Linked DNA regions of Mus musculus: regions 2, 3, 4, 5 and 6 are each linked to region 1. The links are chromatin contacts, called in public HiCAR-type, HiChIP or PLAC-seq and promoter capture Hi-C maps. All regions are on one chromosome and are shown on one strand. The core of a region is the stretch at or near the end of the contact, and the rest is flanking DNA. Distances in the headings are between cores, read along the strand shown. Region 1 holds the start of App (amyloid beta (A4) precursor protein). Region 2 holds the start of Cct8 (chaperonin containing Tcp1, subunit 8 (theta)). Region 3 holds the start of N6amt1 (N-6 adenine-specific DNA methyltransferase 1 (putative)). Region 4 holds the start of Usp16 (ubiquitin specific peptidase 16). Region 5 holds the start of Ltn1 (listerin E3 ubiquitin protein ligase 1). Region 6 has its middle 23 kb from the start of Gm41484.

What was found. Promoter capture Hi-C pulls out the DNA fragments that hold promoters and counts their contacts. HiCAR-type assays count read pairs that join an accessible place to other places. HiChIP or PLAC-seq counts read pairs in DNA pulled down with a chosen protein or histone mark.
Region 2: a contact with region 1 is called in a promoter capture Hi-C map of liver, with 7 times the contacts expected there. The contact joins the promoter of Cct8 here to the promoter of App in region 1. A contact is called at or near these places in 3 of 39 promoter capture datasets (hippocampal neurons, liver and pre-B cells), 2 of 115 datasets of contacts at active chromatin or transcription factors (embryonic forebrain and extraembryonic endoderm stem cells) and 1 of 9 other capture datasets (adipose tissue).
Region 3: a HiCAR-type map of astrocytes shows a contact between it and region 1, with 6 times the contacts expected there. The contact joins the promoter of N6amt1 here to the promoter of App in region 1. A contact is called at or near these places in 3 of 39 promoter capture datasets (cranial neural crest, hippocampal neurons and liver), 2 of 115 datasets of contacts at active chromatin or transcription factors (astrocytes and embryonic forebrain) and 2 of 9 other capture datasets (embryonic stem cells and liver).
Region 4: a contact with region 1 is called in an H3K27ac HiChIP or PLAC-seq map of cardiomyocytes, with 23 times the contacts expected there. The contact joins the promoter of Usp16 here to the promoter of App in region 1. A contact is called at or near these places in 4 of 39 promoter capture datasets (cranial neural crest, hippocampal neurons, liver and 1 more) and 1 of 115 datasets of contacts at active chromatin or transcription factors (cardiomyocytes).
Region 5: a contact with region 1 is called in a promoter capture Hi-C map of liver, with 5 times the contacts expected there. The contact joins the promoter of Ltn1 here to the promoter of App in region 1. A contact is called at or near these places in 5 of 39 promoter capture datasets (hematopoietic stem and progenitor cells, hippocampal neurons, liver and 2 more) and 2 of 9 other capture datasets (embryonic stem cells and pancreatic islet).
Region 6: a contact with region 1 is called in a promoter capture Hi-C map of liver, with 4 times the contacts expected there. The contact joins the enhancer-like site here to the promoter of App in region 1. A contact is called at or near these places in 6 of 39 promoter capture datasets (the 3T3-L1 cell line, cranial neural crest, hippocampal neurons and 2 more), 1 of 484 Hi-C or Micro-C datasets (uterus) and 1 of 115 datasets of contacts at active chromatin or transcription factors (forebrain).

What each region holds. Positions count from the first base shown.
Region 1 is chr16:85,172,044-85,176,324 of GRCm38.p6, forward strand. App (amyloid beta (A4) precursor protein) reads right to left here and starts at 1,664. Exons shown (of 18, transcript NM_001198823.1): 1 at 1,459-1,664. The coding sequence starts at 1,515.
Region 2 is chr16:87,493,822-87,498,543 of GRCm38.p6, forward strand. It overlaps Cct8 (chaperonin containing Tcp1, subunit 8 (theta)), which reads right to left and starts at 2,048. Exons shown (of 15, transcript NM_009840.3): 1 at 1,908-2,048; 2 at 516-606. The coding sequence starts at 1,967. B130034C11Rik (RIKEN cDNA B130034C11 gene) reads left to right here and starts at 2,252. Exons shown (of 3, transcript NR_040375.1): 1 at 2,252-2,488.
Region 3 is chr16:87,352,265-87,356,572 of GRCm38.p6, forward strand. N6amt1 (N-6 adenine-specific DNA methyltransferase 1 (putative)) reads left to right here and starts at 1,921. Exons shown (of 6, transcript NM_026366.2): 1 at 1,921-2,122; 2 at 3,914-4,000. The coding sequence starts at 1,989.
Region 4 is chr16:87,453,335-87,458,171 of GRCm38.p6, forward strand. It overlaps Usp16 (ubiquitin specific peptidase 16), which reads left to right and starts at 1,651. Exons shown (of 18, transcript NM_024258.2): 1 at 1,651-1,768.
Region 5 is chr16:87,430,761-87,435,656 of GRCm38.p6, forward strand. Ltn1 (listerin E3 ubiquitin protein ligase 1) reads right to left here and starts at 1,846. Exons shown (of 30, transcript NM_001081068.1): 1 at 1,666-1,846. The coding sequence starts at 1,707. Rwdd2b (RWD domain containing 2B) reads right to left here. Exons shown (of 5, transcript NM_016924.2): 5 at 2,571-3,866. The coding sequence ends at 3,632.
Region 6 is chr16:87,267,346-87,271,608 of GRCm38.p6, forward strand. No RefSeq gene overlaps it. Among named protein-coding and RNA genes, the nearest start is that of Gm41484, 23 kb to the left of the region's middle. Within about 2 kb of position 1,321, at least 25 of the 459 cell types and tissues checked have an H3K27ac peak or open chromatin away from gene starts, as enhancers often do.

The sequences.
Region 1 (4,281 bases), core at 414-2,913:
CTGCCACGCAAACAACTTCCAGGCATCTCTGGATAAAAAGGAAAACAAGCCTTGTGCTGCATGCTGGAGAGTTGGATGAATGGGGAAGACTTGTTATACACCTAGTGGTGGGTGGATTTCACAGGCTGCAGCCTCCACACAGCTTTTCTTTGCTGCACTGCAGAGGCGCCATCTTCTCCGTCTTAATCTTCACCCTATTCAATCCTTTTATCTGCACCCCTTTTTTTTTTTTTTTAAAAAAAAAAGGAACCCTGAGGACCCTCCCCAGCATCCTGTGTCCCCCCCAGGGTGACTAAGCTAGAGTTCCCAAATCTGCCCCATAGGAGGCCGCACCTTAATCAGACAAACGCCTCCTTTGATGCCCTGGAGCCTCAGCCTCCCCACCACCAGGCACTGCCCTTCCCAGACGCACGCCTCACTCCCGGCTCGCTCTCTCTCTCTCTCTCTCTCTCTCTCTCTCTCTCTCTCTCTCTCTCTCTCTCTCTCTCTCTCTCAGGACTTTGCAGTCCCTCACAGGATTGCCAGTAGGTGGTGGTGATGCGGGGGTGGGAGACCGCGGGGCCCTAGCAGCACCTCTAGGCCCTCGGGGGCAGACGCGCAGCTCGGGGAAAGGAACGGCGGTGGCGCACCAACTACCAGGGCTCCGCCACCGCGCCCTGGACGGCGAGGGCGGGGTGTCGCGGCTTTTGTTCCCGGGGACCTTCTCAGACTCAGGGAGAAACTGGAGGTGCACTGAAGAGTCCTGGACGTCCAGGTTGAGGGACGGTGCCGGGTGGCCGCACTTTCCGATCCCTCCCATCACTTGGAACTTACACAAAAGGGAGACACGAAAATGCACAAAGTTTGCAAAAGGAAGGCGGCGGTGCGCGACCCCGCACCGACTCGGGAGAGGGTCGCTGCGCAGGCAGCCGCCGCCCGCGGCCGCCAGGAGCAAAGCCCAGCTTCGCAGTCAAGACAGGCGGGGGTGGGAAGGGAGTGTGAGCCAGGCGCTCCCCAGCATCCAGAGCTGCCCCCATTCCAACCCAGGACCCCAAGGAAGGGGAAGGGCGGCGATTTCCTCGCAGGGCACTGAATCCTGAGACGCTACGCTTTCGGTTTTCCACACGTGTCCCTTCCCCCTCGAACTGGGTGTCTCTCGCATCCCGGAGTCCAGCTCTCAACGCAGGGAGGAGTCAGGGTCTGCGTTCAGGCTCGTCCCCTCGCCTTCCAGCCCTAGGCTGGCACGGATATGGGGACCCCAGCGCCCTAACCCATTCCCTCTTCATCGCTCGGGCAGCGCGTCCCCGGGCAGGGTTGGGCCAGAGCCGCCGAAGCGCAGGGCGCCCGCAGGCGGGGGCGGCGAGGAGCGGTCTACCCGTGACAGCCCCCCACGTCTCGAGATTCAAGCTCCTCGGTGGGGAGGATCGCGTCCTCCCGGCGCCCGCCTCCCCAGTCTCGTTCCCAAGGCGCGGCACCCACCTCCAGAGCCCGAACCGTCCAGGCGGCCAGCAGGAGCAGTGCCAAGCTGGGCAGCATCGTGATCCTGCGTGGGCCACCGAGTGCTCCGTGTGCGAGTGGAAGATCCGCCGCGCCCTGGCTGTGTCCGCGCCGCCGCCGCCGTCTCCGGTGGCCCCGCGCTCGCTCTGCTCCCGGTGCTCTCGCCTCCCGCCGCCGAGGAAACTGACAGAGCTGGAGCGAGGCGGCGGGGCTCGCAGCCGGCAGAGTCAGCTGATCCCGCCCACCCGGCTCGCCACCCGACAGAGACCCCTAGCGGAGCCTCGGGGAGCTGCGCCCGAGCGCAGCGGGAGGCGACCCAGAGCCCACAGGTGCGGCGTCTTGGGCTAAGGGGAGCCGCGCTCCCGATGGGGTCTGGGAACCAAGTTGGGGAGTGATCTGGGTCAGGGAGAGGACCCCGCAATCGGGAGAAGGTGAACCGTAGGACGTTAAGGTTCCAGGGAAGTCGGGAGCGCTCTCGGCTCGTCCCCGCGCGAGCTTGAGTCACCCGACCCCGCAGGCCTCTCCCAAATGTGGTTGAGGAGCTAAGGCTGCGATGCGTGCATTTTTATCCGCAGTTCGTTCTCTCTATTTGGAGAGGTGGAGCGAGGCCGAGAACATTAGCAAAAGAAACAGGATTTTTTTTTTTTCTATTTTCTTTTTCTTTTGGTAGGAGGTCACCCTTCACGCCACTGCAATCTGGAATTTTTGTCTTTAGAATGTACCAGAGAAGGGCACAGGATGCAGAATGACCCATTTTTCTCCGTGTTTGGAGATGGGAAGTGGGTTTTTAAATGTATTATCATTGCATATTTGCTTGACGTGGATAATTTCAGAGAAGGGGACCGGCATCTGGGATTGAAGGAGGCAGGGAGGTAAAAATCTAAGATGGGGAAGAGATCAAAGTTAGGCCAGAAAAGATACCGAGTGATGGCTCTTTTTCCTCCACCTCCATCACCCAGGACTTCTTCCTGGAACTCTGCTCTCGATTTTTTTTTTTTTTTTTTTTTTTGGATCTGCCCTTATCCAGTGAAATGAACCTCCGTAAAACCATTTTCTCCTAGATTAAACACAAACTTCCCAGTGTTAAAATTACATTAGACCCATCCAGACATGCTCCCACTACCACCACCCTCCCGACCTAATGTGGCTTCAGACGCCAAGCTTTTGGCTCTCCCTAGGCTAGTGGAAGGAGATGAAGGTAATACCAAATGCATTCCTGGCTTCTGAGGCCACAGCCTTTTCCTTTACCTGATGTGTTTGCTGCTTAATTTTTTAATAACTTGACATGAGCTCTGGTCATCTGGGAAGGGGGAACCTAAATTGAGAGACATGCCTCCATTAGACTGACATGCAGGCAAACCTGTGGGGCATATTCTTTCTTATTAGTTGATGTGGGAGACCAGCCCTGAGCAGGTGGTCCTGGCTTGTGTAAGGAAGCAGGCTGAAGAAGCCAGGAGGGAAAAAAACAACAAGCAGTTTCTGCCACTGCCCAGTTCCTGCTTCAGGTTCCTGCCCTGTGTTCCTGCTCTGAGTTCCCTTCGCGTTAGACTGTGATCAGAACGCGTGAGGCTAATAAGCCCTGTCCTCGAGTTGCTTAGGATCGTGATTTTTTTATAACTCTGCAATAGAAAGCAACCTAGAAGGCCCGCTCTTTCTTTCCCACAGCAAGGAATCCAATCCCCTGTAAGTGTGGTGGGAGGATAGGTCTCCACCTCTTCCTTTCTGAGAAGTCAGCACTCATCTATCAACATGCCTACATACCACCTGCCCAACTCTACAGATACCTTTTTGTATTTGTCCTGAATGTCTGTCCTCTGAAGGTCCTCAACAAATAACAACAAATATTTGCTAAGTAACGTTTGCTTTGATTACATATGGCATTCATTTCCTACAGAAGCCAAGGAAAGGATAGGGAGGTAGCTCAGTCAATAAAGTACTTACTATCTAAACACGAGGACCTGAGTTCCACCCCTGGAAGCCACATAAAAATGTCAGCCATGCTAGCACCTGCTTAGGAGGGAGAGAGAGACAGACAGACTCTTGGGTAAGGTAAGCCAGGAAAGAGATCCTATCTCCAAAAAAAAAAAAAAAAAAGTGGAAAGCTTCAGCATCCAGAGCATCACCTAAGGATGACTTACAACAAGCATGCACATGCGCGCGCACACACACACATAGGCATGTACATACATGCACACATACACATATACACATACACACACAGACATACACACATATATACATACAGACATACAGACAAGCATACTCTTACACATACACACACATATCTATACTTCAAACACACTACATTTACACACACAGACATATACATACATACATACATACACATATATACATATATTTACTGACATACATACAAACAGACATACACACAGACAGACATACACACAGACACACTTACTCTTACATACATACACATATATACATATATTTACCGACATACATACAAACAGACATACACACAGACAGACATACACACAGACACACTTACTCTTACACACACACACATATACACAGATACACATATCTGTACTTCAGACACACGTACACTTAAACACACACACATACACAGACATACACACACATACACCTATAACACACACACACATATGCACACTTCAGACACACATATACTTACAGATACATACACATGCACACACAGACACACATACTCTTACAGACATACACATATATACACAGACATATACATAGGCACACGTATACTTACAGACACACACATAACAGAACACACACACATACACACAAATCCAAGGAAGTCATTACTAC
Region 2 (4,722 bases), core at 798-3,297, 2.3 Mb after region 1:
CATTATTATTCAAATATTCTGCAAACAACCCAGGAAAACTCCGGCAAGAAGCCGTACTGATGTTTAGCCCCAGAACACACCATCTGTTTAGATCAGCATCATAGCCCCATGGGCTTCCCTGACTAAACACCAACATGCTTAGCATGTAAGACGTGCTTAATAAACAGGAATTAACACTAAAATCAATATGCTTAGAAACACATTTGGTTTCTTCCGTAATCTCTTTGTGTGCATCTCTAATTCAACTGGTGGTTAAAGGGAAGGAAGAGCTTCCTGATGCCGTGCTGTTTTCTGCAGACTGCTGAGCCTTTCCACAATAGTACTGGCCACTAGTGAGGATGCTGGACTTCCCTAGGACCTAACAGGGTAACAGCATCGTTTCCAATTTCTCTTTTCCCAGAAAGCTGCATTCCTGACTGAAAGTGAGAGGCACATCAATGCCACCGACCATAAAACACGTGAGGCCCGCTCTCTACGCTAACAGTCACACCACACAGCCTGAACTTGGTCATTACCATTTGGTCCGTACGCTGTGCGAGTAGTCTGAGCAAGCTCCTTGCAGGCCTGTATATTTCTATACACAGCCTCTTCTAATCCCGAGAAATGCTGAAAAAGAAAATGTCTGCTTAGGCATGATAACCAAGTTAAGAGTTTTCTACCGCAGGATACCTCTGTTGAGTATGCTTCTAAGAAACAGCCAGGATCACACAGGCAGTCATCAGACAGCCTCAGTTTCCCCCACTGGGCCTGGCTCTCTTTCCTATCTGTAAACTAATGGGATAATCAATAGCTCCTACTTGGCAGATTATTACTCACCTAGCTAAATAACAACTATTCTTCCTTCTGCCTTTTCCAGGGATTGAACACAAGAAAGCAATCTACCATTAAACTACAATCCCAGCCTACTAGTACTAGCTTTTAACCTAAATTTGGGGGATGGGGGTACTTTAAAAAAACTTGTCTTCACTATAGCCTCCATCAGTACCGATTTACACAAAGTATCTCTGTGCTGAAATGCTAGCCTGTGACAGAAATCCTTTAAATGTATCATGTCCTCAGCCAGAGTGATGGAGGAAAAGATGGAAACTGGAAGCTGTTGCTACCCCTCAAAAGGTTAACAGTGTCATTTGCAGAACTTACTAACTTACATTAAGCCCTGACATCCATTCAGTATGCCAGTTATCACTACAAAGGGGACACCACCTCTCTGTACTGCTAAGAATCCGCTATTTCTACAACTTGTAAAAATATGAAAGACAAAACAAACGTTATCTGGCAGCTTGGGGAACTCAGGACAAATCGCTCCATAAGCAATGTGACCGCTTTAAAAAAAAAAAAAAAATCACTCCTGAAACTACGGCCTATTCGATCTGGGGTGGGGCTTCATTTATCCTGTAGGCTACGACATCGGACAGTCAGAGTGAAAAGACAGTTAACAGCCTTCGGCCCGGTCTCAACTCAGAAAAGGTAAAGGAAACAGAACGTCCAGAGGAGAGTTTTCAGTAGAGCAGTGGGGATCGGACGTGTCTGGAAGGAAGCAACCAAGGGCAGGCCCAGGAGTGACCATGCCGGACTCGTGTCATCTCCATCCTACAATCCCCGGCCCTCCAACCACCCGTTACCAATTCCGTCCAAGTTCATTAACGCATCGCCAGCTCGCGTTAAGGGCGGCGCCCGTGGGCTCCATGCCGCAGACAGGGGCGTGGGGAGCTGGGATGCAAACCCGAAGCCGCCGGGGGAATAACAGAAATGCCCACCAGTTCCAGCGAGCCGGCATCCAGAGCACGCTTCCCTTTCTAGAACCTTCTCCATCCCGATCGCGGCGCGGCCGCCCGCCCGCAGGCCTGTCGCGGTCGCCACAGGCGCAGACCCACCCTCCCACCGTACAGTCCCTCCACGCCACCTACTTTGGCTCCATCCTTGAGCATCTGGGCAAAGCCCGGGGCCTTGGGGACGTGAAGCGCCATGGCTCGGCCGCAGTCCACCGCTCACGCGCTCGCTCCGAGACGCCGAGGAAGCAAGGGGCGCCGCGCACTGCCTGCTGGGAATGGGCCTCGGCGCCGCCTCGCGTCCCCCTACTTCCGGTCGCCCCGCCCCTTCAACCTGCAGCGTCTCTGAAATATCGCGAGAACCAGAGGTTCCAGCAGACAGACCTGATCTGCCGATTCCCGATCAAAGCGGACGATCAGGCCGAACCCAGAGCGTGCATGCTCCCTTCGTGTCCCTTGTCCTAAGTTAATGAGTAAACTTTGGTTAGGACGTTTGGCTTGTGATATTTCGGTGGCGGACACCCAACGTCTTATCCTTCACTTAAACTTAATCCTGCAGACCCAGCACCGGGGCAGGTTAGCCTTTTCTTCTCCAAGCTCACCCGCCCTCGCCCCTATAAACTACCAATGGACATCCTCTGTGTTGGTCACTGGGAAGCACTGAAGGCTCGAAGGTGATCTTTGAAATAGCATGGAGGATTGCAACGCGTGGACTGCACGTGCGTAGCAGAGCTAAGCGGTTTGCTTAAGTGCAGTTATCTTTGTTATTGGTCAAATTTAAGAATGAATATTAATCTCCATTTTATGGAAGGGAAGTTGATAACCACAATTCAGTGGTACGCAGAGGTCACCAGGCCAATAGATATTACAGCGACGATTTCTACCCTAGATGGGCAGATTACAAAGTGGGAATAGTTAACCACTTTATCTATATCTATATATCTATATAGATATTCTCTACTCCCCCAGAATCTTTTTCACAAACATTTCTATGTAAATAGAATAACTTCATAGAGAAAGTAAAACACTCTTACAATAAAAAAATACAAAAAAATGGAAGCATCTCCTGCCCTTGCAGAAAAATATGAAACGCTTTGGTGAGTCGTTGGACATAGAGAAATTAAGATTTTCTTTACATTGGGACAGACTCATAATTGCAACCGTACTATCAACTGCAATTTTTTTTTCTATTAAACATTTTAAATATGTAACCATGGGACTGAAGGAGCTGAAGGGGTTTGGAGCCCCATGGAGGGAGCAACAGTGTCAACAGGCCAGTTCCCCTAGAGCTCCCAGGGACAGGACAACCAACCAAAGACTAAACATGGAGCAACCCATGGCACTGGCCACATATGTGGCAGAGGATGGCCTTGTTGTACATCAGTGGGAAGAGAGGCCCTCAGGCCTTAGGGTGTTCAATGCACCATTTGTAGGGAAATGCCAGGGTGGGAGGATGGGAGTGGGTGGGTGGGGGAGCACCCTCATGGAGGCAGGAGGAGTGGGGATGGGATAGGGGGTTTCCGAAGGGGAGACCTGAAAAGTGGAAAACATTTGAAATGTAAATAAAGAAAATATCCAAGAAAAAGAAAAGAAAAGAAAAAGGAAAAAAAAATGTAACCATGAAAATACTTTCTTGTCACCGAACACAAGGTAAGTGAGCCAATTATATTGGAAGACAGAGCAAACGTTCAGTGGTTCTCAAAGATTGGTTTTGACACCTCCGAGGCTCTCCAACGCCCTTTCAGGGCCCATGACTACGCAAGTGTTTTCATAGTAATACAGAGCTGTCTCCTCTTCCTGTGGGGAGCTGTGAAGGCCTGCTGGGTGTTCAGTATGTCACAGTATGAATGTGAAAAGCACAAGGAGCCACTTACACTCTTTGTCGTCCACTAAGCCACATATAAAATATTTGGGGAAAAAATTGAGAATATCAGTCCTCAAGAGAGACATTTTCAATAATGTTATGTTAGCCTTCAGTGTTCACTGCTATATTTTTATATTAATGTTAAATAGTTTGATTTATAATATTAACAATCAATGGTTACTACGATACCCATTAAAAACAATCATTGGGTGACTCTGTTTAAACTTCTATGTGGATTCTATGTCTGCAAAGTACATGACACCTGAGAGGTAAGACAGTCGAAGATTCCCTCATGGATTTGCTAGGAAAAACTAAAACCCGTTGTCTCAGCATCACTTATGGGTATAACTGACACAAAATAGTGAGAGGGGATTTAAAATTATACCTGATTTGTTAAAAGTAACTAAGAGGATCTAAATCTTGGCAAAAATTGATAACTAGATCCTGAAAAACTAAACGAGTTCAAGACAGTGGATAAATTTTCATCAAAAGTTTAAAGTAAAAGTCGACCTTGCACAAGTGGGAAATGGGAAGAATTAAAAGCAATTCCAATCAACTATGTGTTAATTCATCAAAGACTTAGTTTTTAATTGCCAATTATTCCTTTTGAACGGAGATTTGTTAATTTTGTGTAATTTGGGTTAAACGCTATGTACTGGCTGGTTTTGAGTGTCAACTTGACACAAGTTAGAGTCATTAGAGAGGAAGGAGCCGCCTTTGAGAAAATGCCTCCGTTAGATCCAACTGTAAGGCATTTTTCTCAATTGGTGATCAATGGGGTGTGTGTGTGTGTGTATGTGTGTGCGTGTGTGCGTGTATATGTGTATATGTGTGTGTGTGTGGTGTGTGTGTGTGTGAGTGGTGTGTGTATATGTGTGTGTGTGTGTGTGTGTGAGTGGTGTGTGTGTATGTGTGGTGTGTGTGTATGTGTGGTGTGTGCGTGTGTGTGTGTGTGTGTGAGTGGTGTGTGTGTATGTGTGTGTATGTGTGGTGTGTGTGTGTGTGTGTGTGGTGGGGTCAGCTCATGCTGGATGGTGCCATCCCTGGGCTGGTGGTCTTGTATTATATAAAGAAAGCAGGCTAGTTGGG
Region 3 (4,308 bases), core at 671-3,170, 2.2 Mb after region 1:
ATGTGTACATATCATGTCTGAAAACCTAGGCTCAATGCCCAGGATCAAAAACAAACAAACAAACAAACAAACAAAAGAGTGCAGCCATTCATGGTGGCTCATGCCCTTAATCACAGCACTTGGGAGGCAGAAGGTAGAAGCTAGGGGGGTCTCTGTGATTTAGTCAGACCAGCCAAGGCTATACAATGATACCCTGTCATCCCTCCCCTGCAAAAAAAAAAAAAAAAAAAAGGGGGGGACAATTAAGCATGAAAGTACATACAAGTCACAAAGGAAGAAATTCCCTAGATGGACATATGAACCCAGGCTTAACCTCAATCAGCAATCGGACCAAATCAATCTAAAACAAATCTCTAATATTAGATCAACTCATAAATCTGCCACCAAAAGATGTTAGGAGTATACACAAGTATGGTTAGTTTGGAGAGTGATGGGGCACTATCCAGAGAAACTGAACCGTATGTCCACTAACAGATCTCCCACCAGGAACTGTGTGTACAGCAGTGGGAGAACACTAAGGATGTCAGTCTCAAGAATTGCAACAGACAAACCTGGAGCAAAGTCAACCTTCACATACATAAAAACAAATCCTCTGGGAAACAACTGAGAAAGAACGGCTATTTCATTTCATTGCTTGTATGCCAAAGACATTTTAAGGATGCATGTGAAAATAACAAATTCTCGCGGCACATGACACTCTAAAAAAATATTTCCGTATTATATTTAGATGTTTGTGCATGTGTGCACATGTATGCTGCCATACCCTTGGAGGTCTGAGAACTCTAAGAATAGGTTTTCTCCTTCCACTGTGTGAGTCTCAGGGACCTGCTCCATGTGCTCAGGTTTGGCAGCACCTACCTGCCTTTTACCAGCAGAGCTTTCTTGCCATTTTCAAGTCTGTATTTGTGATGCCGCCAGAGAACAGAAGATTTAACTCCCAGGAACTGGAGTTACTCTGTTTGTGAACCACCTGCTGTGGGTACTGGGGACCAAATTCTAGTCCTCAATAATAGCCTTATTCCAGAACCATCTCTCCAGCCCCTTACATTTTTTTAAAGACTATGATTTTCTGTATGTTATTTTTTTGCCTGTATGTATGGGCACAACAGTGACACTGACGCAGGAAGAGCAACAACCTGGAGCTGGGGTTATAGGGAGTTGTGAGCCACCAAACAAAGGTGCAGGAAACCAAACTTTTGTCTTCTTCAAGTGCAGTACAAGGTCTCAACCCCTGAGCACTTCCCCAGCCCTCCAAACCATTGTCTCTGTTTTGTTTCATTGTTTTTCGGAGACTGGATTTCTTTATGTAGCCCTGGCTGTCCTGGAACTCTCTTTGTAGAACAAGCAGAGATCTGCCTGCCTCGGTCTCCAGAGTGCTGGGATTAAAGGCAAGAGCCACCACAGCCCAGCCCAAACTATAATTTCAATGAATGAAAGTGTTATCCATGTATAATATTGTCAAATACAAAATAAAAATTAAAAGTCATAAAAGCTGGGCATGGTGCCACAGCTTTTATAGTCCCAGCACTCAGGAGACAGAGGCAGGTGGAGGATCACTATGAGTTCCTGGCCAGACTGGCCTACATAGTAAATTCCAAGACAGTGAGAATCTGTATAACAAAATTAAGCAAATAAAAGTAGTCATAATCTTATAGATGGGTATTTACATTTCAGTTGCTTAAAAAACAATAAATTTTGTAAACACTATTTTTGCAAGTGCTTACAAGTTTAAAAGGGAAGAAACTTTCCAAATGTCATTAGAATAAAGCAGTCACCTTAGTACAAAATAACTGACGATGCTCAATATTAGGGTAGCCGATAAAAGTAAGCACAAGTTGAAAACGGATGTTAGAGGTTGCTTAAAAGTTCCAGAGAGCCCAACAAGCTCTTTCACCCCAAACGCCACCCAGTGTAAGACAAAAGCGCATGCGCAGCAAGCCTGACGCGTGCGTACTCAACGCCCGCCCATAGGAAGCGGAAGGGAAAAGATGGCGGCGCCGAGTGTCCCCACGCCGTTGTACGGGCACGTGGGTCGCGGAGCCTTCCGCGACGTGTACGAGCCAGCGGAGGACACGTTCCTGTTACTGGACGCGCTCGAGGCGGCGGCGGCCGAGCTAGCAGGGTGCGAGGAGGGTGCGCGCCTCAGGGGGAGAGAACGGGGTGGCCGGGAGGCGGAAGCCGGAACTTGCCGCCCTCCTCCGGAAGTGGTGGGCCGGCCTACTTTCTGGTGATTGACAGCAGAGAGGGGTAAAGGAGGCGTGTCCGGCGGGCTGGGGTTAGAGCATCGCTCAGATGTTCCTGCGGCTTCAAGGTCACCCTGCCCTGCCTTTTAGCTGTTAATCTGAAGAATGTAAACGCGCCTCTGAGGAGCAGCCGGAGTTTAGCAACCAGAAGCAAGATGTCCCAAAACTTTCCTAATTTTCTATTTTAATTTTTTTAAGTGAATATGTAAAACTCGCCTTAGTGCAAGAATAACATCCTCTAGCAAAGGAAGAACACATAAGGATCAGTGAACTATTAAATTCACTCAACCTAGTCAAGGAACAACCACTAGCCGTCTGAGCACTTAAAGTGTTATTGCAACTGGGATTTTTTTGTTTTGTTTTGTTTTTTAATTGAACTGTTAGAATTTTAGTTGCATGTGGTTAGAACTATTAGGGAAGGTTTAAATAGTCACGTGCCTCCGCCGGTAGGATTTTCACTAGCCTGATTTGTTGAAGGATTGGCCATAGCTTTAATTGACATAAATAGTAAATGCCCACATGTTAACTTTTCTGAGAAAAGAATTTGAGCTGAGAACGGGAAAGATGGCTCAGCTGGTAAAGGCACTCGCTGTCAAGCCTGCAGACCTGAGTTCCGGCCTCAGAAACTACTACAGGTTGTTCTTGGAGGTTCAGTTACAATGCTGAGGACCATTCTGCACACATACATATAATCACTCTAATAAAATAGTTTGCCGAAAGAATATGGGTCATTAACTTAATGGCCAAGATTCCTACTGGGTGTCTCCAGAACGAAATAGCCATCATGTTTATTTATATTGTCACTTTTTTTCTGCCTATAAAACCAGTCTTTCTTCATAGATGGTGGAGCATTTTGAGCTACTGGAATATCTCGTGGAGCACTGAATTGTAACTTGAATGCTCAAAACAGCTCAGAAAAATTTACAGCTACAAATTGCATTGCTTCGTATGCTGTAATAGAGCTGACCTTGTTACAAAGGCTAGGAATTCTAGTTATTTTTGAGACCGTAATGATTATTTCCATAAAGAAGGCACCTGGTAAGATTCACAGACTTTACTATGACCCACTAGTGGCTTGCGTGTCCTGTTATGTGGGTCACATAGATATGTGGCTGATTCTAAAGGTAAAAAGGAAATACTGTAACTTCTTCTTGAGTTGTTTGAACAGTTAAGTGACAGAAAAATCTTGTAAATGTCATCAGGCCAATCAGTCATGGAAATTAAGTAGTGCTTTTGACACACTGATAGTGATCAAAGGAAATACATTTATTGGAAAGTTATATAAGATTTTTAAATTTAGAAAGCTAAGATTATTGGCATTCTAAGATCAGACACTGAAGTACTTGCCCAACACAGTACTCTCGTAGGGAGAGAGGTCTTTGTTATTCATGTATCTAGGTAGATGGAAGGCTTTTAGCAAACCCTAGGATATGCTGCTGGGTTTATTTAAGTACTTCAATTTAAATACTGTACACACCTAAACTATTAGCATGCTTGAGCTATGAAATAATAAGCACTAAGTAGTTGCCAGAAATGGTAAATCCCTTTTATTCCCACATATTTGCAAGTGAGTGATGGTGCTGGGGAAATACATTATATGGCATGAGAGTTGTCTTCCATGAAGAATTATCTTCATAAGAAGGAACTAAATACTTTGTTTTTGTTGTTAGAGTGGAAATATGCCTTGAAGTAGGAGCAGGATCTGGTGTGGTGTCTGCATTCCTGGCCTCCATGATAGGTCCTCGGGCCTTATACATGTGAGTATGTGATGTTCCTCCACCCCTCCTGGGTCTCTGTGACTGCAGCAGCTCAAGTGGAACATTTTAAATAGACAATACGTCTCTGATAGTGAGGACTCAAGTCACAGCTTATGCTGGCCCCCAGCTGTAGCCTCCCGTTCACTCCTTCGTGCTGTGTGATTTTAGAAGCAACACAACTTTATGCTATCTCTACTTTTAATCGTTCTCAGGTAAACAGTTTGTCTGTTGTAAAATAGGTGCAAAGTTGAATGTCCTTGCAGAGAACTTGAGAATACAAAAGCCAGGAGGAAACAGCAGAAGATTTT
Region 4 (4,837 bases), core at 401-2,900, 2.3 Mb after region 1:
CTTGGGAGATCCCGCCAGCAGCTGACAAATGCAGATGTGAATGCTTGGAGCCAACCATCACACGGAGCTGAGGGAACCTAGTGGTGGTAAGGGGCTGGCAGAAGGGCTGGAGCAGCAGGGGATTGCAAACATAGGCTGGCCTGACTACCCAGTTTTCCCAGAGTCTAGACCACCAACTAAGGAGAGTACCTGGAGGGATCCATGGCTCCAAACATATAGGTAGCAGAGGATGCCCTTGCCTGACAGCAATGGGAGGGGAAGCCCTTTGTCCCAGGGAGGTTTGAGCCCCAGCATACAAGGATGCCAGAGAGGTGGGGCTGGAGAGTGTGGGTGGGTGGGGGAGCACCCTCATATAGGCAGAGTGGAGTGGGGAGGGCACATGTGGGATGAGAAGTTGGTGGAGGGGTAACTGGGAACTGGGATATCATTTGAGATATAAACCAATAGAGTGATTAATTAAAAAAAATTATACTGGCCAATTTTCCAGTTTTATGCTACTATTTCAACATAGTTTTATCTGACAACTAGTAAGTTTGAATATTTCATTTGCAATCTTTTAGAAGGCCATATATCTAGAAATGAGCTCAAGCTGGACTATGGAAGGATTTCGGGTGGTTAGATAAAAAGCCAACATTCCTCGGGATCTTTGAGGTTTGAGGAACCTTGAGGGTTTGTTTTCTCCCCAAAAGGACTCATGTCCCTTGCCTCTGACAGAAGGGACATGATTCTCCATTAATATACACTCGCGGTTGCCTATGATAGGTCTAGATAAGTCTAGAACTGGCCTCTAGGCTCCCTCAGTCCCGGTTCACAAGTACACATCTCAAAGCCTTCACCCTAGCCCGCAGGACCTTCTCTCATCTGGGTCCTGATTCCCGTTCTCTTTGCCCCTTCCTTGCCCCCGACTCTTCTGGCTACTTTTTTTTTTTTTCAATCGTGCTATGTCCATCCACTCTTCTTTCCCACTCTCTTGCTTCCCTAGCCCTGGCCTTCCTCTCTCTGCACTGGACTCTTCCCGATGCCTTTGAGTAGTTTTTCTCTTATTCACAATAAAAACCTTCCCCCTAACTGAGCGGCAGTTTCAAGTGGTTTCTTTATGGCATCCCCTCGCACACACCATCAACTGTTCTTTTACCGTGTTGCTTACTTCTGCCTATTTTGCTACTAACACGCACAGGTAGTTTTCTGTGATTACTGTCTCCGCTGAGGTCCGCTTAACGGGTGCTACAAAAGACTCGGCACAGAGTGTGTAGTTACTGTTTCTCGTCAACCAACCGCAACTCAAATCTTCAGGACTTTACACTGTAACATTCCCCTTTAATTCCTGTCAGTTTGGACAAGGTCAGCAAGGTGAAGGCTGGGGTTGGAAGAAAGAACACTCACATTTATAAGCGAGTGGGACAGGATTAGGGGAAAGGAGAGACGTGTGTAATTACGTCGCTCTCTTGGCCATCCTGCAGAAATAACGTATTTAAGAGAGGTAGCCATGAAGGACTTTCCAAGCCAAGGGCCAGGACCCGTCATCCACTCCCTAGGAGGATTTAAATTACTCCACAGTTAACACTGCAGTGAACACGTGGCGGGCCTCCCACGCACCCACCCCAAGGGAGGCCGAGCCATTTCCCACAATGCCGCGTTCCGGAAGTTGCCTCTCCGGGAGGGTGGCTGGTTCCACCGCGTCGCTCTCTCTGCGTCACCTGGAGGAAGCGGAGCTGGCGGCCGGCTCCGGGCCCGTCGCGGGAGGCAGTTATGGGCGCCGTCGCCCCGGGTGAGTACCGGCCACCCCCGCCGCCGCCACACTCCCGCCCTGCCTCGGCCTCATCCTCATCTACTGCGGGTGCTGTCGGCTCCAGGGCCGGCCCGGTGGGCGCCGAGCAGTCGGTAGGGCCGGCGGGCGACGGGAAGGGTGGCTGGGCGGGCGGCTGGCGTGCGAGCTCCGGGGAGCGCCCGGTGACACCGTGTGCGTTGTAAGCGCGGCTGGCGCTGCCACCTCCGGGTGACAGCCTACGTCGAAACTGGAGAGCCACGTTGTAGAGAGACCTGCTGACAGGGGCTTTCCGACATTGCCTTGGTGGTGATGATGGCTTAGCGAAGGCAGAGGAGGACCGGGAGGGCAGAAAAGGAAAGCAGCCGGCTGGATAGGAGGCTGACAGCAGGAGTTGTGATTTCAGCCAAGGGAGGGAGCCGCGAGCGAGTAGTTGGACCAAGGTGGCAATTCTCGTCTGAAAACTCCCCTGGACGCTGCGGGACCGAGCATTACTGTTTTATAGACGCCGTTCCCACGGCGCAGCAGTGACCTTCACAGCTGTCAGAAGTTTACTGTAGCTCCTTCAGTAGCATCGACTGACACTTCAGTCATGGGTTTGGTTGCCCTAATTAAAAGTTTGTCTTTCAAGTTTCCCTCTGCTGTCTCAAGGGAAGCTGCAGTCCTTAAACCAGATCTTCTAGCTCTGTCTCCACAACTGAAGGCTTATGATTTAATTAATGTCCGCATGTCCGCCTTTTTCTTTTACACCTGAAGTTGTGCCTTCTCAGGTAATATTCTCTCTCATCTCATCTCATCTCATCTCTCTGTCCCTCTGTCCGTCCGTCCGTCCGTCCGTCCATCTGACCACCTCGCTGTAGCTGGCCTGGAGCTTTGTAACTGCCTACTTTTGCGGTGCTGGGATTAAAGGTGTGCGCCATTAGCGGAGGAAGTTTTTCTTGAGGACCTACTATGTACTCACAGTATGCTATAGGCAAGATAGAAATTCTGCCCAGAACCAGTTCTTTCTCCTAAGGCTTCGGATTTCAGAGGAGGGTGGGGGTAGGGTGGGAGGGGGAGGGGGAGAGGGAGGAAAGGAGAGAGAAATTGTTCAGATTATAGATTTGAAAAGCAGTTTACTGTGGTAGAGAAACAGATACAGGATAGTACATATCTTTTTCCTCTCTGTCCCTCTCTGTGTGTTTGCTTTGTTCTTCGAGACAAGGTCTTCTTGTACAGCTTTGGCTGTCTTGGAACTCGCTCCATAGACCAGGCTGGCCTTCAACGCGGCTAATGCAGGTTTTCTTAAATCTTCATTAAAACCTGGTGGTGATGTTGGCACACGCCTTTAATCCCAGCATTGTGGGAGGCAGAGGTAGTTGGATCTCTGGAGGGTTAGGTCAGCCGGGACTAGAGTGGTTTTGTTTTTAAATTTCTTTCTTTAGTGAGTATCTTCATTTAAAAGATGATCGTGAAAATCAAACATGATGGTTTTGGAACTGTCTCGTTAATTGTTTTTGTTGATGAGTTATGAGTCAGGATTGCTAGTACGTTGGGGCCAGGTTGAAGGGGACAAGTTCTAGAGTATAAACTTGGATGTTTTGGCTGTTTAATAGGTTCATTAGAGTGATATACAAATGACGCTATCTGAAGATGAATCTTGCACTAATGTGGCACAGTTTAGAGGAGGTTAGCTTGGAGAGAAGAAGTTGGATACTCTTTTTTTTTTTTCCCCCTAAAAGAGGACCATTTTATCCAGCCCTCTGTACTCTGTGCTCCTCTTTGTTCATTGCAAGGTCTTGGCTACCCCAGGCTGGCCGCAAGCTCAGTGTATAGTAGTTGAGGATGGCCTTGAGTTCTGGATTCCCTCCGCTGAAGCTTCTGAGCGTAGGGCTGTGGGGTCCGCTCTACCTGGCTCTGTGTGTGCTGAGGAGTGAGCCAGGGCTTTGTGCACAGCAGGCAAGCACTCTACATACTGAGCTATCTGAAGATGAATCTTGCACTAATGTGGCACAGTTTAGAGGAGGTTAGCTTGGAGAGAAGAAGATGGATACTCTTCCCCCCCCCCCAAAAGAGGACCATTTTATACAGCCCTCACCATTTTTTTTTTGTTTTTGTTTTTGTTTTGTTTTGTTTTGTTTTTTTTCTATATCCCTGGCTGTCCTGGAACTCACTCTGTAGACCAGGCTGGCTTCGAACTCAGAAATCCACCTGCTTCTGCCTCCCCAGTGCTGGGATTAAAGGAGTGCGCCACCACGCCCGGCTACCATTTTTTCTTTTTTAAACAATGTTTTAAATGATCCTTGGTAAAGGAAGGGTTCCACACTGGCTTAGTACAGTGTTTCCCTAGCATTTCATCCAGTATATACAAGGTCTTGATTTAGTATCCAGCATTGAGGAGGACAAAAGGATGAATGAAAATGTAAAAAGATAATTGCTGCCCTTGGCTCGTGGTTTTATAGAGACGTCCTGCCTATCCTCAGCACCACCCCACCAAGAGCTGAAGGGTTACTTGCAAGACTTTATGCCAGAAAGATGACAACAATTAAGATTAGAATTAATCTTAATTTTTAAGATTAATTAGATTGACTACACTGGAGTGTAGTTTAATGGTAGAGCACCTGTAAAAACAAGAATTAAGTGAAGTATTTCCTCCAGATACTATTTTCCATTTGCACAAACATTTTTTTTGGGGGGGGGGGGGACAGGGTTTCTCTGTCAAGTTACTCTGAAGCATGTAAAATAGAGATTCTCAAAATAAATGTTTAAAGATTAGACTTGTAAGTACTTGTAATTCTCTTGATACTTTTAAATTTTCAAAATTCAACCAAACAGGCAAAGATTTAATGTGTAGTTAGATTAGCCATAGACTACCAAATGGGGGTTTGTGGGTGACATAGGCAAGTCGATTCTTTGTTCATATCTAGAAGGCAGACTAGTAAAGAGAATTGTGTACTTTTGTCTGTCTATTTTTAAAATTTCTTGCAAACCTTTAAACTTTGCTAGCTGATGGATTGTAGAATGATATCTAATTTTGTGGTGAAGAGTGGAATGCCTGTTAGTGTTGGGCACAGAAGCATCAGCAGGAATGGA
Region 5 (4,896 bases), core at 596-3,095, 2.3 Mb after region 1:
AAACAAAAAAGAATAATAAAGGGGGGGAAGGCACCCTGGTCTACAGAGCTGGCTAGTTCCAGAACAGAGAAACACTGTCTTAAAGGGGAAAAAAAAGTATTGTACACTTCTGGAATGATATACTGAAAATGTTATCATACAAAGCATGGTCAAAAATGGCTTAGCTGGAATCAATAGAAGGAAACAATTAGATGAGACTAAACAAAGCCAACCAATGGCCAACTCTTCCTGGTCATTATGACATAAAAAACACGCTCATTTAGGATGTATGAAATGGAAAACTGTCTAAATCAAAAGACTTCAAAGTATAAGTTGTTTTTATGTGTCTTTTAATGTATTCCCTGCCAAAGGGAACAAGTGATACTTGACTGAGTCATAAATGCTTTGAAAATGTTATTATCTAAAAACAACTTTAAGTCAGTCCTGGTGGTGCATGCCTTTAATCCCAGCACTGTAGAGACAGAGGCAGGCACATCTGTGAACGACTTCCAGGACAGGTGAGCTACAAAGAGAAACTGCCTTGATAAACCAAAATCAAAATAAAATAAAAACAGAATTAAATCTATAAAAGTTAGTAGAAATACAAATTGTAAGTCTACATGTTATATTTGTGTACTCCACCATGGTTAAAGTTTCACATGTTATATGAAGAATGACACTGTTTTTAGAATACATAAGGTAGAGAACTTGGGTGTTAAATACTGAGATCAACTCTCCTAAGGGTCAGCAAAATTTATAAATTAAGAGATGAGGGACTGGAAGGATGGCTCAGTGGTTAAGAGCACTGACTGTTCTTCCAAAGGTCCAGAGTTCAAATCTCAGCAACCACATGATGGCTCACAACCATCTGTAACAAAATTTAACTCCCTCTTCCGGGGTGTCTGAAGACAGCTACAGTGTACTCACATATAATAAATAAATAAATCTAAAAAAAAAATGGTGGAACAGGTCTATAAAAGCGAACTGTGTGTGTGTGTGTGTGTGTGTGTGTGTGTGTGTATGTGTGTGTGATCCATCAGGATAAAGGCTGCAGAGAAACACCTGCCTTTAAGATACTTTCAAAGCGCCAGGTGGTGGTGGCACACGCTTTTAATCCCAGCACTTGGGAGGCAGAGGCAGGAGAATTTCTGAGTTCCAGGCCAGCCTGGTCTACAGAATGAGTTCCAGGACAGCCAGGGCTATACAGGATGCATTAAGGTATCTAGAGCCACCTAACATATGGCCATCCGAAGCCTGCCAGGCCAGCCAAGTTCGTGGCAAGTTCAGGGTGGCCAGAGTGAAGCAGGAAAAGCGAGGTAAGCTTGAGACCAGAGACCCAACGGGTGACACCGACCTGACACCGGGCATACCACCGACGGGCTCGGGCCTTGGCAAGGAGGGACTGAGCGAGTGAAGCCCACGCTTGCTTCTTCCCTCCCACAGCTCCTACACAAGCTCGGCCACCCACGAGGGCCGCCCGGGTGCTCACTGTCACCGTTTCCCGATGACACCTCCCTCCCTGGGCGCGCTCCGTTTCCCAGATCCGGCGTGAAACGTCGTTTGGGTCCCAACTCCTCGACTTGTCCACCCGCGGGGACGCACACACCGGGAGGTCACACTCTTCCCTCACGGCCCTCTGGACACCCGGGCCGCAGGCCGCGGGGCTACCATCACCACAGGACTCACCCTGAGGTTCCCCTTAGTCCGCTGCTTGTTCTTCCCGCCCATGGTGGCGGTGGCAGCCCGGCTCTCAGTCTGCAGAGCCGAAGTTGACACGGGCGGGCCACAACTTCCGGTCCCTCGCGCCGGAAGGGGATTCACTGTAGCCACTTCCCCCTCGCCCTCCCAGCCTTTCGGCTTCCTACTTCCGCTCCCGCCTCCCTGTCAGGACTCTGACCATCCGCTGCCTGAAACGTAACAAAGAAGGCCACGCCTGCCTGAGTGGCGTCACTGCTGACCAATAAGAAACCAGCGTTGAGCCCGTGGCGCCAAACCTGTCCGAGATATTTGTAGTGGAGAGATTTCCTTCCTAGTGTGTAGGAATTTGCTCTTCCAGAGGTCCTGAGTTCGATTCCCAGCAACCACATGGTAGCTCACAACCATCTGCAATGGGATCTGACGCCCTTTTCTGGTGTGTCTGAAGAAAGCTACAGTGTACTCATATAAATAAAATAAATCTTTAAAAATAAAATGAAATAATAAAAGCAGAGGAGTTGGGGCGACTAACTTGGTAGAGTGCTTTCCTGGCATTCCTGAAGGCTGAGTTTGATTCCCTACATTGAGCAAACCAGGTCTGCTGGCACACCCTCCCAATACCAGCACTGAAGACACAGAGAAGAGGAGAATCACAAATTTAAGGTCAGCTTTGCACACTTAAAGTTCAAGGGCAGCCTGGGATATATGAAAATCTATCTCGAAATAGGAAATAAAAAGAAAAAAGAATCATCAGGTCACATAGGCATGAGACACTGTCTTAAAGAAACAACAAGAAACCATTTGAGCTCTACTCATGCCCCAGTCTTCAGCGATGCAAGGCCAGATAGGGGCCAAATCTAAACACATGCAATTTGAAATGAACCACAAACACCAATGAGGAAGGCTTTATACTGTTTGTACTTTAAAAGACAGGGTAGTTTCAAACTTCTGACTACTGATAACAAGCACAGATTGTTTAAAATTTCATTTTATTTCAAAGGTCTGGAGACAGGCTGGGATTAACATTGGGTCCGCATGTGGCAAGGTGTCTTGTACAATGACATCTCTGAGATAGCTTGGCCCTTTCTCTTGCCATCACTTCAGGGGCCATGGCAGAAAGAGAAGAGAGGCAAATTCATCCCCAGAAATCCTGCACTGTAACCTACAGCCCAATGCAGCTGCAAGAGAGGCCAGGAGGGTGAACAGGCAGCTTTTCCAGGTTCCTAGTGAAGGCAGAAGAGTGTGGGAAATCCCTAGCAAGTCGAACCATCAAAATTACCTTCACATATAATTTGTCTTTCAAGTTTCATGAGACAGAGCCTCGTGTAGCCCAGCTGGCCTTCAACTTCCCATCCTCCTGCCTCTACTTCCCAAGTGCTGGGATTATAAGCATGTGCCTTCAGATCCAGCTCACGTCAAGAAATTTCCACCAAGCTGTAGAGATGGCTCAGAGGTTAAAAGGGTGCACTGCTCTTGCAGAGGACCCAAGTTTGGCTCCCAGCACCCACACCGGGTACCTCACAACCTCCTGTAACTCCAGCTCCAGGGGATCTGATACCCCAAATATATTTACATGTTTATGTTCATGCATGCACCCTTGGAGGACAGAGTACATCAAATGCCCTGAAGTAAAGACATATAGGTAGTTATGAGCTCCCTGCCAGGGGTGCTGGGAACTGAACTTAGGTCCTTGGCACTAGCAGCATATGCTCTTAACTTCTGAGTCATTTCTCCACCCTTCTCACTTAGTAATTTAAAGCTTACAAGTCGAAACCCAGTTTTTCTCTCAGGCATGGCAAGTTTTAACTGATACATTTCAGCCATATTAATTTTCTTCTTGTGACCCCAACCCTAGTACATCCTAGAATGGAGCTGAAATTGAATTTCAAGGAAAAACAGGAAGAAATGATCAACAGAGGAACAGTGAGCCAACAGGTCTGACTTCCCCTCTGCTCAGTCACTGTCCTTCTACACCAAAGAACATCTGGAAAACATCCCCACATCCCCTGGCATTTAAGAACTGATACAGCTGGCCAAAGTCCATGTGGTTTCCTCTGGCTCCGTGGACACTGAAGGCCTTTTCTTCAAGAATGGGAAATTTCCGCTGTCCTTCCATTCCGCCGGCTGTACCGTCAAGAGGAATGTCTTCTCGATGACGAATTAAAATCCTCTTCCAGTTTAGTTTTCTGAGTCTGAAACATAGTTTTTCAGAGTAGAAAATTTCAAAACATATTTTGTACAGAAGTGAGCTAGAATCTGTAAGACAGACTTATCAGAGTTGGTAGTGAGGGCACACGCATTAACCCCAGGACATGGGAGGCAGAATTCAGATCTCTGTGAATTGGAGACCAGCCTGGTCTGCATAAAGTGTTCTACACCGGCCAAGGCTATATAGTGATATCCTGTCTCAAAAACCAAACAACAAAGGATTACTTGCCAGTGTGTGTTCCTGTAAGCACGGAGATACTCTCACAGGGGCTTACTTTCCTCAAATGGTTCTCATTACACCTGAACACGCACTGATGGTCACCATTACTATCTTCCATTAGAATGGGACTTTTGATTTTAATAATCATTTATTTTGGGGAGAGTGTCACGTGAATCTCAGGCTGGCTTCTGTCTTGGCTTGTAGCCAAAGGTGGCACTGAACTCTGGATCTTATCCTTTCTGCCTTCAAAGGGCCAAGATTACTGGTGTACCTCCCTGCCTGGTATACGTGGTACTGAGGACAGAACCCAACGCCTTGTGCATGCCAGGCAAGCACTCTTCCAGTAAGCTACAAACTCAGCGACTGCTGCCAATATTTTATAACTGTACAAACTGCTGACCCTTGAACTAGTTAAGGAACGTCTCAGAAACTGAGGAGAGAAGTAAGATTGCTGGCTTTGCTAATGCTCACAAGTAATCTCCATTTCCACAAGTCGAAAGTTGATCATAGTCATTAGATAAGGGAAGGGCAGATTCACGAAAACTGGCAGGTCCAAGACAGCTTGGAGGGTGTGGGATGGTGAGCTGTGCACAGACAGCCTGGTCCCCTGCTGAGCACAGGCCTTGAACCCGGGTGACCCCAGGGACAACAGGTGTTTGGCCACTGGCTCCTGTTGCAGCCACAGACTCCCAACCTCCCCTCCCCTGCAGAGAGGTATGTGGCCATCAGTCATGTAGGCAATGCCCCAAGTTCCTGGTATTCTGTGTGGACTCCAGCTCCACAGTTACCTGGCA
Region 6 (4,263 bases), core at 71-2,570, 2.1 Mb after region 1:
CCTACTTCAGGAGCCATGTCGGTAACTCCTCGCAAATAGCGCTATTATTCCACTTTACAGGTATAGATATCGAGACTCGAGTACCACACAGCCTGTAAGTGGCATCCAGGTTTGAATTCCAGATGCAGCTCACTGCTATGTCTACCATCACAATGCTCTGCAAACAGGCAGCATGGCAGCTAAGCACCATAGTGAAATACTGAGACTCAGAATCTCTGGAGTTTTATGATTTCAGGAGAGACGACATGATTGCAGTACAGTATCTGATATTGTCCTGTTAATCTAAAGCAGATATTCTCAACCAAGGGCAACTTTTCCTCTAAGAGATACTTGACGGTATCTGGAGATAGGTTTACAACTGGAGGCGTCTACTGCCTTCTACTGGGGAGAAGCAGAGATGCTTTTCAGCATTCTGCAATAGAGAAGGTCCTTCAACAGAACTGCCAAGCCCAGACATTCCACATGCTAAGACCCACAGTTTGGTCTGGTTGTTTTCTAATGCCCACTGGATCTTTACGGGCTGTAATTATCTATATCTGTTTTAATACTCTTTTTTATGACACCTTTTTTGAGTGATACCATGAGTCCTTTTAGGAGACAAGAGTGCAATGAAAGAGAGAAAGTGACTTTCAAAGAATCTCTTGAGCAAGTGAGCACCTTCTTTGGCACAGAATGTTCCAAGAACTCTATTTTGAGAACAGTGACCCAACAGCCAACTGTCTGGCACTCACTCATCCATCACTATCAGAGTTGGTACTTCCTGGAATCCTGCCTGTCCCCAGAAAGTGCTCGGGGGTAGGAAGAGTGGTTACCAGGGAACATGCCGTTGCAGTGAGAAAGCAAAAGAAAATCGCAACAAACCCACAACCCAATGCCAGCCCTAAGAGTTTCTCACAGTCCATAAGTCAAAGAAAGCTCAGTTGTTTCCAAACTACTCATGAGACATGTTCTCTGTGGTTTTCAGGCACAGAGGAGAAACTACACAGAAAATGCACAGTTCTGTGGTTTGAAAATCAAAACTCTATTAGTCAAAAGATAAGTGCTACGAGTTTCAGAAATAAACATATGTCCCAACTGCCTATACTGAACAAGTTCTAAAGTTAAAGGGCATAGAACTTGGCAGAGAGTATCGTTGTTTACATTACAGAACCAACACACAAACTTTGTAGAAATTCTTATCAATCCAAGAAAACATCATATTGCCTTTACTGTATTCATCTATGTCCAAAGCAATTCGTTAGGTGTTGTTTGGCTGGTGTCTGGTTTGAGCAGTTCATCACTCCATCTTACCACCATTAATCATCACATCTGTTTCTTTCAAAAGCATTCCAGACTTTATTATCCAATTCTCAGTAAAGTTTATTTATCCCTCTTGAATGTTCTTAACTGTTCCATGTCAAAGAAAAACACAGAGTGATTTATCGTTACTGTGTCGTCGTTTTCAGATTGTGATGCTTGGATAAATTTTATTCATATGTTTGTTCCATCCTCAGATGTCTTGATCTTCCCAAACTCCCAAAATCCTTATCTTTCAAAGCTTAACCTAGAGTCAATTTCCTCGTCACTGCAATGATGGATGCAAAGCAAGGATCACCTCCAGCAAAATCATAATCACAGCACCCAGCACAACACTGTAAGGACCCGGGCCCTTTCTCTGTGGCTGATACCTGCTGCTCAGGCTGAAATGTATGGCTAGAATTCTGCTTGCAACTCTCAAGAATGATGCAAAGCTTTCCAAAGCTGTGAGGTTATACAAGAGGACAATAGGTGGATTTTAAAAGTAGCCTGTAGGTAAATATCAAGAAATGTGAGATTATGGGAGGGATGGGGTAGGGGCTCAAGGAAAAAGAATCATGTATGTCTCAGAAAAATCAAACTGCCAAAGTATTAAAGAACACCTCTGGGAGAAGGGTGCTTCTGGAAACAAGTCAACACAAGATTTGTAAAAGTGAGGGATTTCAAACAAACTTTCAATAGCCTAGCTAAGAGATTCATTTGAGTCATCCAAGTTAAGTAGGATATTGTGGAACATCACTGAGGTTCTAAAGGAAATTCCCCTAACATAAATAACATTCTGGCTGATGAATCCCTTGCCAACCTTCATTCAAAAATAAATAAGTAAGCTGTTCATTTGAAAAGCCTTGGAATGTGGCTCCACGGTGGAACGCTTGCAGTCTTAGTTAGGGTTTCTATTGCTGTCATAAAACACCATGACCAAAAACAATTTGGGAGGAAAGATTTTATTTCCTTTAACAACCTGTATCCCATTATCAGGCAGGCATGGTACTGGAGGAGGTGAGAGGTCTACATCTTTGTATGCAGGCCTCTAAGAGAAGACTGACTTCCAGGCAGCTAAACCTAGGGTATTAAACCCTTGTCCACAGTGAAACACCTACTCCAACAAGGCCAGACTTCCTAATAGTGCCACTCCCTGGGCCAAGCATATTCAAACCATCATGTTCCACTCCCTGGCCCCCATAGACTTTTCAAAAATATGAGTCTATTGGGACTATACCTAAACATACCATAATGCAAAATACATTTAGTCCAACTTCCAAAATCCCCATAGTCTATAGCAGTCTCAATAATATTAAAAGTCCAAAGTTCAAGCTCTCTTCTGAGATTCATCCAATCATGTAACTGCAATCCCCAAAGCAAGACAGGAAACCAGCTGGACAAACTCCAAACTCAGCATCTCCTTGTCTGATGTCAAAGTTGTCTTCAGATCACCAACTCCTTTTCCATCTTTGTTGACTATAACAAACTTCTTTCTCCTGAGCTGGTTCCACTCCCTGTTAGCAGCTTTCCTTAGCAGATAGACCAAGGCTCTGGCATCTCAAACATCTTGGAGTCTCCAAAGCAACTTCTTTCAATGTCTGGGATCCACACATGATCTTCTGGGCACCACCAAAGGGCTGGTGTCACTTTTCCAGCTCTGCCTTCTGTGGCACTCTAGGCTCTGGTTGACTCCACTCCACTGCTGCTGCTATTCTTGGTGATTATCCCATGGTACTAGCATCTACAATACACTAGATTCTTCTGCTGCAACTAGACTTCACTAAAAGTCTCTCATAGGCTCTCTTCATGGTGCCAAGCCTGAAATCTTTTGCATGACCCCTTCAGTCTTGGGCCATCGACTGCAACTGAGTCCGCACATTCACCAATGGCCTTCCATGATCTCCCACAGTGCTGAGCCTCAGCTATAACCTTGGCTACCTCTGGAACACAGCTTCTTTGTGCTATCAGAAAACACTTCACAGAAGATTTCACCTCAGTGACGCTGGTCTCTTCTTCATCACCACTAAGTTCGTAGATCCAGCTAACCAGCATCAATTGTTCCAGTACTCTCCTTCTCCTTTGACTATAAATCCAAATGATCAAAGATGCTAAGTTCTGTTGCTTCCTGGGGCTAGAACATGGACTCCTTGTTATATTATATTATAACCAGCTTCCTGTTTTCCAACTCCTTCACTGACTAAGCTTAACTGTCCTAAAACTTGCTCTGTAGATTGACTTTGAATTCATACCTGTCTCCTACATGCTGGAATTAAAGGTATGTACCGCTACGTCTGGATCTAAAACTTGCCTTGTCCCAGGCTGGCCTTGAACTCAGATCTGCATGCCCAGTCTCCTGCAATTAAAGACCTGCACTACTACACCTGGTCCTAAACTTACCTGGGTCAGATCTTGCCCAAAGGTCACCACTTCCTTAATTGAATTTAATATCCTGGAACACAAAACTCAGCTCTATTTCACTTCCTGGTCCCTCTTTAATACTAGAAACCATTATTTTATATTTTTCCTTTCTAAGGAGCTTGCTATGCTTGTTCAAAATGCTCTTCATCAAACTTAACCAGAAAACAATGTTTCTGCTGGGATTTTTTGAGATTTCCTTTGTTAAGACAATTAATATAAATCTCTTTACCTTAGCCTCAGGTAGATTCTTCAGACAAGGGCAAAAAGCAGCCACATTCTTCACCAAAATACCACATACTGAAATTCTTCTCCACTAAATTCTCTTGGGCCAGGTCTGCACAGTTTACATCAGTCTCAGCAACAAAGTCTTTCATATTCTTACTAGGATAACCCATTAAGCCCAAAGTCCCAAAATCCACATTCTTCCAGACAAAAGCATGGTCAGGCCTATCACAGCAATACCCCAGTCCCTGGTACCAACTTCTATCTTAGTTAGGGTTTTACTTCTGTGAAAAGACACCATGACCAAGGCAACTCTTATAAGGGTAACACTTAATTAGGGCTAGT